Linked DNA regions of Sus scrofa: region 2 is linked to region 1. Evidence: chromatin contacts called from public Hi-C data. All regions are on one chromosome and are shown on one strand. Each heading gives the region's core, a stretch centred on a gene start, on an enhancer-like site or on the middle of the called end of the contact. The rest is flanking DNA. Distances are from core to core; before and after follow the strand shown.

Region 1 (4,045 bases), core at 310-2,809:
GACTGGCATCCATGAGGACGCAGCTTTGATCCCTGGTCTCGCTCAGTGGGTTAAGGATCTGCGTTGCCCTGAGCTGTGGTGTCCGTCACAGACAGCTCAGATCTGATGTGGCTAAGGCTGTGGCTGTGGTGTAGGCCGGCAGCTATAGCTCCGATTTGACCCCTAGCCTGGGAACCTCCATATGCCTCAAGTGCGGCCCTAAAAAAGACAGAAACAAACAAACAAACAAAACCCAAAAAACATAGACTGGAGATGGGCTCTCTGTCACTTCCATCTGACTGTGTTGGTCAAAGCAAGCCACACACCCGCATGGGAGGCATAAAACTACGAAGTTGCATGGTGAAAAGTGTGGCTACTGGGAGGGGTGTACTATTGGGGCCAACAGTACAATCTACCATAGCTCCCATGAGCTCAAAGATTTTGGGCCCTGCTCCCCGGCAGGAGAGGTCAGAGGCTATTAGGGAGAGGACCCCAGGGAGCTGCCCGCTTCCTGCTTCTTTGAAGGAAACTCTCAGGCTCAGGGTTTGTGTGGGGGAGGGGAACAGAGTAGTAGAGGGTGACTGGGGAAGGGGGGAGAAGCTGTTGAGTCTGCATTTCTTGTTTGGGTGTGACTGTCTAGAGGAAGCTGGCAGGAAGCTAGGATGGCCTCGCATTTGCTGACTGAGGAGTAAACGCCTCGGTATTATTTGATCATAGTCACTGCATTATCTGATTTGAGGTTTTCAATCTAAGTGAATTAATTTAGGTCTGTCTATTTACCTATCAATCAATTATACATTGATTTACCTATTCTGAATTCTTGCCTTTGGCTCAGCTAAGCCTTGGTTTGTATTTTTATATATATATAAATATATTTATATATAAATATATATATATACACTTTTTTTTTTTTTGCTTTTTAGGGCCGCACCCTCGGCATATGAAGATTCCCAGGCTAGGGGTCAAACTGAAGCTGCAGCTGCCAGCCTCCGCCACAGCCACAGCAATGCTAGGATTCAAGCCTCGTTTGCGACCCACACCACAGCTTACAGCAACGCCAGGTCCCCAACCTACTGAGCAAGGCCAGGGATCTAACCTGTGTCCTCATGGTTCCTAGTCGGATTCGTTTTGCTGTACCGCAACGGGAACTCCAGCTTTGGTTTGTAAATAAAGGTGCAGATGAGGTTTTCATGTGTCCTAAGATCTTTTGAGTTCCTTTGAAAATCTTTCGTCCTTGTGCTTGTGTTAAGCTTTGTAAGCCTCACAAACCCGAATTCCATCCTGCATACCCTGCAGAAGCCACTGAATCGTCACAACAGCCAAACTATGATTATCTCTGTTTCACAAGGGAGGGAATTTTAGTGGTTTCTGCAAGCCAGTTTCCCAGAACTTTTGCTGCTTATAAAAATTACTGGACCCAGATAATTCTAGAACTTCCTTGGGTTAAAAAAAAAAAGTGAAGCTGGTTGGGTTGTCACCAGCAGATTAGAGACAGCTGCTCTGGCACAGGCCTGAGGCAAGGATGCAGGCACACACCCACCTCTTCAGCAGAGGGGCTGGTCTGTCTGTAGTTGTCATTCTTACAGTAACTGTGGGTGTGGGTTTTTCCTGGTTCCTAGTCTGGAATAGCCTCCCTATCCTCAGGGCTCAGAGGCTTTGAGAAGCTCAAACCTGTAATAACAGTGATACTTTTACAGCTAATCTGGCAAGACTAAGCCCAGTCTCCCACATTTGCAAGGTCTAGTGTCCCTCATGGTGCATTTGGAGTGTTAATTAATTTCATTGTGTTTTCCCAGTCAGAACTCAAGTTTTTTCGTCCTTGATCTCAGAGCAGAGGGAGAGACATGTACATCCCGGCCACTCAGAGATATTGTGGCCCAGAGCAAAGAACCTGGGTTACATGTTGGGCTTTTGCAACACAGAAGATGCTCCTAGCTCTCCCCATGCCTATCGCTGCATCCCTAAGGGCTTCAGTACAGATCATCAGACCAGGAACAAAGGTCCTATCGCCCAGCTTAGAGCTGGAAGGACATTATCAGCCTCCCACCCTGGCACCTTCAACCCACCAACCTCCTGGGAAGGCTGCCCACGTGTAGGGACAGTCCAAGGATTAGAAAGTACTTCCACACAGGACCTTGAGGCAGCTGGCCTCTTGCAGCTTGAGGGCTCCCCATTTCCCAGGCTACACCCCACTCCTGGCTTTCCTTGTCTCCTACTTGGCTTTTTTTTTTTTTTTTTTTGTCTTTTTAGGGCCACACCCTGGCATATAGAGGTTCCCAGGCTTGGGGGTCTAATCAGAGCTACAGCTGCCGGCCTACGCTAGAGCCACAGCCGTGCAGGATCCGAGCCGTGTCTGCGACCTACACCACAGCTCATGGCAACGCTGGATCCTTAACCCACTGAGTGAGGTCAGGGATTGAACCCACAACCTCATGGTTCCTAGTTGGATTCGTTAACCACTGAGCTACAACGGGAACTCCCCCTTGTCTTCTACTTAGAAGTGTAGCCAGACTGCTGGGGTTCAAATCCTTGCTCTGCCCTAGTAAGCATTCTTTGACATTTTATTTTATTATTTTTAAAATTATAGTTGCTTTACAATGTTGTATTGGAGAAACCATTTTAGATAGTCATTCCCCAAACCCAATTATTCCTATAGAGTTTATCTAAAGGCTTTTGTCTCATTTGCCTTTACCTAAAGCTTCATCATATCAAGTTTTCCCCTTGCTGACAAATGTTTGCAACAGATGAAAGGTCTTATTTGATCTCTAATAAACCTAGGTACAACAGAAGTTTTGTACTTAACATTTGATGACTCTAAAGGCATGTCTAATTAATCAAAGCTAACTTCAGTACTGAATATTTCCCAGATCACATGAGCCTGAAATTCATTATGGCCAATTTTCTAAATATTTAGATTTTAATTTGTAAGTGCTTTTAAATCAATTAAATAGAGCTCACTTACACATTACATAAAGACAGAACCACAAATCTCACAGTTTTTGTAAGAATACCCTAGAGGACTATAAGATAGAACAGAGCTCTGGTCACCTCTGCCAAGGCCAGCACAGACGGAGTGGCGAGAATTCCCAGCCTTTCCATTCCTGTGACAGTTCTAGCTGAAGGATAGTGTGGTGATTTAGGCTACCACTACCATTCAAAGGCCACCTTTCCTCATTTTCAAGAATGTACATGGATCAGACAAAATTGCAATAAAATTTCATTTTCTTCTCCATCATAGGTTCACAGCAATAGGTTGGCCAGTCCACCAGAATTTTCCTTAGGAAGCTATCCAGTGGATTGAAGAAGCACTTCCCAAGTTAATTGAAAGAACACTCATGGAGTTCCCGTTGTGGCTCCTTGAGGATTCAGGTTCAATTCTTGGCCTCGCTCAGTGGGTTAAAGATCTGGCATTCCATTTTATTTTATTTTTACTCTAAAAAAATTGAGTTCTCGTCTTGGCGAAGCAGAAACAAATCCAACTAGGAACCATGAGGTTGCGGTTTCGATCCCTGGCCTTGCTCGGTGGGTTAAGGATCTGGTGTTGCCATGAGCTGTGGTGTAGTTTGCAGATGTGGCTCAGATCTGGCGTTGCTGTGGCTGTGGCGTAGGCTGGCAGCAACAGCTCCCATTAGACCCCTAGCCTGGGAACCTCCATATGCCTCGGGTGTGGCCCTAAAATGACAAAAAGACAAAAAAATTTAAAAAAATTTAAAAATTGAAGTATAGTTGATTCACAATATTGTGTTAGTTTCAGGTGAAGGCATCTTATTTAGACGTTCTGTGCCTCAGTTTCCTCACCTGTAACATGGTAAACATAGTAAAAAACGACAGATCTCATAGTGTTGTTGTGAGGTGTTAAGTGCTTCCACCCCTGCTGTGTGGCACGTCCTCTAATCACTGGCTATTGATGTTATAACTGTTCACAGTGTCATCCTTACAATGACACTCACTCCTCCCAGGAGAAGAGGAAGGTTTCGGGGGCCCAAGGTCGCTGGGTGTGAAATGACAAGTCTATTTATGTATCCCTTTGCTGTTGACAGACATGTGGATTGCTTCCAATTTTTGG
Region 2 (3,956 bases), core at 1,417-3,916, 69 kb before region 1:
TTGAGTGTGTGTGTGAATGTGGGGTGAACAGGAGAGTGGGAGGGTTTAGCTCAGGAGGCGGGCGAGGCTGCATGAGAGAAGGGGGAGGAGGCGCAGTGAGCTAGCTGGCAGTGGGTGACCAGATTCCCAGGCTGCATCTTGCTTCCTCTTTCCTTATCTCTTTGTCTTGGTCTCTATCTTTTTCTCTCTGAGGCGCCTAATCTATTTATCCATTCCCAATACTGTCATGAGAGTGAAAGATTTAGGCTGAAAGGAAAGGTGGCAGAATGTTCCAAAGAGGTTCGCTTCTGTCCCAACATAGGATTCAGAGCTTCTTGTCAGAACCATGACTCCATTCTCTTCCTTAGCCACTTTGGCATCAGTTTCTTACCTCCCAGTCCACCTTCCCTGCTTGGAACCCTTTCTTGGCACTTTGTGCTTCAGGGCCTCATCCCAGCCTTCTTTACAGCTGTGTTGAATTTCTCATTATTCCCCAATTCTTTGCATATGTGGTTCTACCTGCCAAGAACACCCTTCCCTCTCCTCCTCCACTCAGACAAAGGGCTCCTGGCAGAAAATGAGTGGGAGGGTTTAGCTACAGTGATTTTTTTTTATCCTTCCATTCTTTTCTTAAAGGGAAGGGATTTGGAAGTTTCTCTTGTTCTTTTGCTCCATTGACCTCTTGAGTTTTCCCTCCCCAGGCTGTGCTAAGACCTTGTACCACTCGGTTCATGAAAGGATCTTCACACTTCCAGGAGACTGTCTGATCTACCCTGCTCATGATTACAATGGTGAGGGCTTCCTGGGGGAGGTGTGGGATTTACATAATTTGCTATTTGAGAGGAAGCACCAAACTGCCGTAATCCTCATGTGGCTTGGAGACTACAATTCCCAGAAAGTCCTCTGGCCAAAAAAATCAAGTACTTAGTAGTGTACTGAGTGTGGATGTGGAAAATTTGATGCCTGGAATTCCACAAGACATAGACTTTCCAGGAACTTCCTTGCAGAACTGAGGGAACTGTGGGAAACTACACTTCCCATAGGGCCCATTGGGGAGGGAAAGCAACCTGTTAGTCCACAGAGGGCCTCCTGGGAAATGTAGTTCTGGGAGGCCCAAGGCACTGGACTGACTGGACAACATTCCTCCCCCTCCCTTGGCCACTAGGGCTCACAGTGTCCACTGTGGAGGAGGAGCGAACTCTGAACCCTCGGCTTACCCTCAGCTGTGAGGAGTTTGTCAAGGTCATGGACAATCTGAAATTGCCCAAACCTCAGCAGATAGGTGAGCCGTTGGGGGTCTGGATTTCTGGGTCTGAGGGAGGAGGGGGCTGGGAACTGGACTTCTGGGTCTGAGGGAATGAGGGGCCTCAGGGCCAGAACTCTAGTTTCCCACAGAAGAAGGGCTCTTAGGATTTCTGGGGTCCCAGTGGGGTGGAGGGGGGATTGGGAGGGTCTGTCTGGGTTCCTTGGTTTCACTCTGGTTTCTTCCTTTCAGACTTTGCTGTGCCAGCTAACATGCGCTGTGGGGTCCAGACCCCCCCTTCCTGACTCTGGTTCTCAGGTGCCCGTATCCGTTAAGAATGCTCTAGGTGGGGTGAGAGGAGAGCTGCCGTCACTGGAACCTCTCTTCTCTTCCCCTCCCTCACCAGCCCCTCAAACTTCTTAAATAAAAAAAAAAAATTTTTTTTTCTCCCTCTGACTTCTGTTTTCTGGGCGAAGCAATTGGGTTTCTGGCTGAAGTGCCTGTGGCTAGTTCTGGTCCCTGAAGTGGCCAGGGCAGAGGGCAGGGTCCCAGGACTGGAAGAAGGAGATTTTTCTAATTCACAAGATAGAAGCAGGCAGATACCAGGGGCAGCGTTTCTCAGCTCCTTTGATTAGAACATCGTCTTGAGTTCAAACCACTTCACTCTGTGAGACTCAGGATAAGGTACTTCGCTTCTCATAGCCTCAGTTTCCTCATGTGTACGATGGAAAGAATAGCAGTAATAACAGGGTGTTGTGAGGATCCAATGAGCCCGTATGTATGAAGTGCTTGGCACACTGCCCGGCAGACTGCCCATCAGGGTTTCTTACTGTCTTTGAGAATCTCCCAGGCACTTCCAGGCTTGAGTGTCAATATGCCTAGTGGTCAAGACCATGGACTTTCCAGAGAACAAATACGATGTTAACATTAACAACACGTGTAGACTTTGGGTTCACTTGCCCCCCTCAGCCTCAGTTTCCTAACTCTAAAATGGAGAGAGTCATCTGTTTCTCTCTAGGCTGCTGTGAGGATGAAACATTAATGTCCGTGAAATGTTTATCCTTTATACACATGGCTCGTGATAGCCAATAATCCTTTCTCACAGACCAGTTATCTTCCTGTTTTTGCCCAGAGAGGAAAGGGTCTGGCTGAGACCTTTAACCTCTGCTCTCCACCCGTAGCAAACTGGGGGGGGCACACCTCTCCCTGTCTTTGGGAGAGTTTCTGACTCAGCTCAGGGCACCCCCTCCCCTCGCCCAGCTCCCCAAACCGGTCGGGTCCCTTCTAAAGGGCTCATTAGAGGGGAGAGGCCCCTATCTCCATTCCCCTCTTCCTTTCAGTATTCCCAGGGAGTCCTGGGAGGTGCTTATGCACAGGTGATCTAGGCGCCTGGCCCTCCAGGGGGCAGGAATGGGGGCGCTGGGGGCAGAATTGGGGGGGTCGTCGTGCTGGGTTTGCTGAAGGTGGGGCCGGTGGGGCCGGGATGGCCGGATGCCGCGGCTGCGGGCGGGGCACGCTGGTCGCTCCCTCCTCCCTTGAGAGCTGTTGGACCTGTTGTTCCCCCCCTCCACTTCCGGGATGGTGGGGAGGGGGATAGAGCAGCCTCTCTCTCCTCCCTCTTCCCCAGCCACCTGTCTAGTGGGCCGACACCGCAGCGCCAGAACGCAGAGCGGAGCGCACCGAAACTTGAGCCGGTGAGGGGGCCGGGGCTGCGGGGGCCGGAGGGGTCTGGAGTTCTGGGATCTCGCTCCGGAAGGAGCCTAGGACTCGGACTCCTGGTTTGTCCAGAGAGAGCGAGAACAGAAGTTCCGACTCCTGGATCCTGGGCGAGGTGGCAGGGGCGCCTCTGCCTTACATGGTGGGGTCGGAGCTGAGATTACTGCCGCTCCAGAGAGGACGGAGCGGGAGCCCGGACTCCTGGGTCCACGAAGAAGAAGGTGACCGGGTCGCTCTAAAGTGGTCCAGGGGTTGCAAGGGGGCTGCAGGGAGAGTGCGAGGCTCGACACCTGGATAGCAGGGCGGGACCGGTAGGGGGCGAACTAGGACCTGGGACTCAAATTCCGGTCCCGCCTCCAGGGGCGTGACGCCCTGGGAGCCATCGAACCCCGCCCCTAGAAACTCCAGGTCACGCCTTCGGAATGCTCAGTCCCATCCTTTGAACTCAGGCCGCACCTCTGGAACGCTCTCCCGGCGCCTCGGCTCTCTGGCGGGGCGTTCCGGCCTCTTGGACCACGCCCTCACGCTACCCGGCCGCGCCCCCGGAACTCCAGGCCCCGCCCACCCGGCTGGTCCCGCAGCAGCCATGGGGACCCGGAGTAGCCCAGACGAGGGGACCCCGCCGCCTGCTGTCCCGGAGTGCAACGTGGAGGTCCAGTCACAAGTAGCCGCCCAGCTCCGGGAGCACCCCAAGGACTCCGGGGATCAGGAGGGGCCCGAGGCCACAGTAGAGCTTCCGAGCGGCCAAGGAGCTGAGCAGCAGACGGAGGAAGAGGAAGAAGTGGGAGAAGGCAGCAGCACGGAGAGCAGTCGCGATGCGGTGAGGGCCCAGGGGGGCGAGAGCCGCGGGGGGACCCAGAGAGACAGACCCAAGCGAGTGACAGAGAGACAGGTACAGAAAGACCAGACAGATCCGGAGACAGGGAGACTGAAAGACAAAGACCCAAAAGAGTCAGAAACATTGAAAGACCAGAAACAGAGACTCAGAGAGATGGGGATAGAGACACAAACGGAAACC

What was found. A called contact is a pair of places that touch in the nucleus more often than the background predicts.
Region 2: a contact with region 1 is called in a Hi-C map of retroperitoneal adipose tissue, with 2.0 times the contacts expected there. The contact joins the promoter of PHLDB3 here to the enhancer-like site in region 1. A contact is called at or near these places in 2 of 5 promoter capture datasets (fetal liver and liver), 20 of 47 Hi-C or Micro-C datasets (blood, brain, embryonic fibroblasts and 11 more) and 1 of 2 datasets of contacts at active chromatin or transcription factors (skeletal muscle).

Annotation. Positions count from the first base shown.
Region 1 is chr6:50,303,490-50,307,534 of Sscrofa11.1, reverse strand. The region is part of intron 1 of LOC106507598 (a long non-coding RNA gene); the gene reads left to right. Among named protein-coding and RNA genes, the nearest start is that of BSP1, 27 kb to the right of the region's middle. Within about 2 kb of position 1,559, at least 9 of the 83 cell types and tissues checked have an H3K27ac peak or open chromatin away from gene starts, as enhancers often do. A contact at or near this core is called in retroperitoneal adipose tissue and subcutaneous adipose tissue, where this site is marked.
Region 2 is chr6:50,373,551-50,377,506 of Sscrofa11.1, reverse strand. PHLDB3 (pleckstrin homology-like domain family B member 3) reads left to right here and starts at 2,666. Exons shown (of 17, transcript XM_005655930.3): 1 at 2,666-2,916; 2 at 3,388-3,758. The coding sequence starts at 3,525. ETHE1 (persulfide dioxygenase ETHE1, mitochondrial) reads left to right here. Exons shown (of 9, transcript XM_005655917.3): 7 at 681-770; 8 at 1,145-1,261; 9 at 1,475-1,671. The coding sequence ends at 1,527.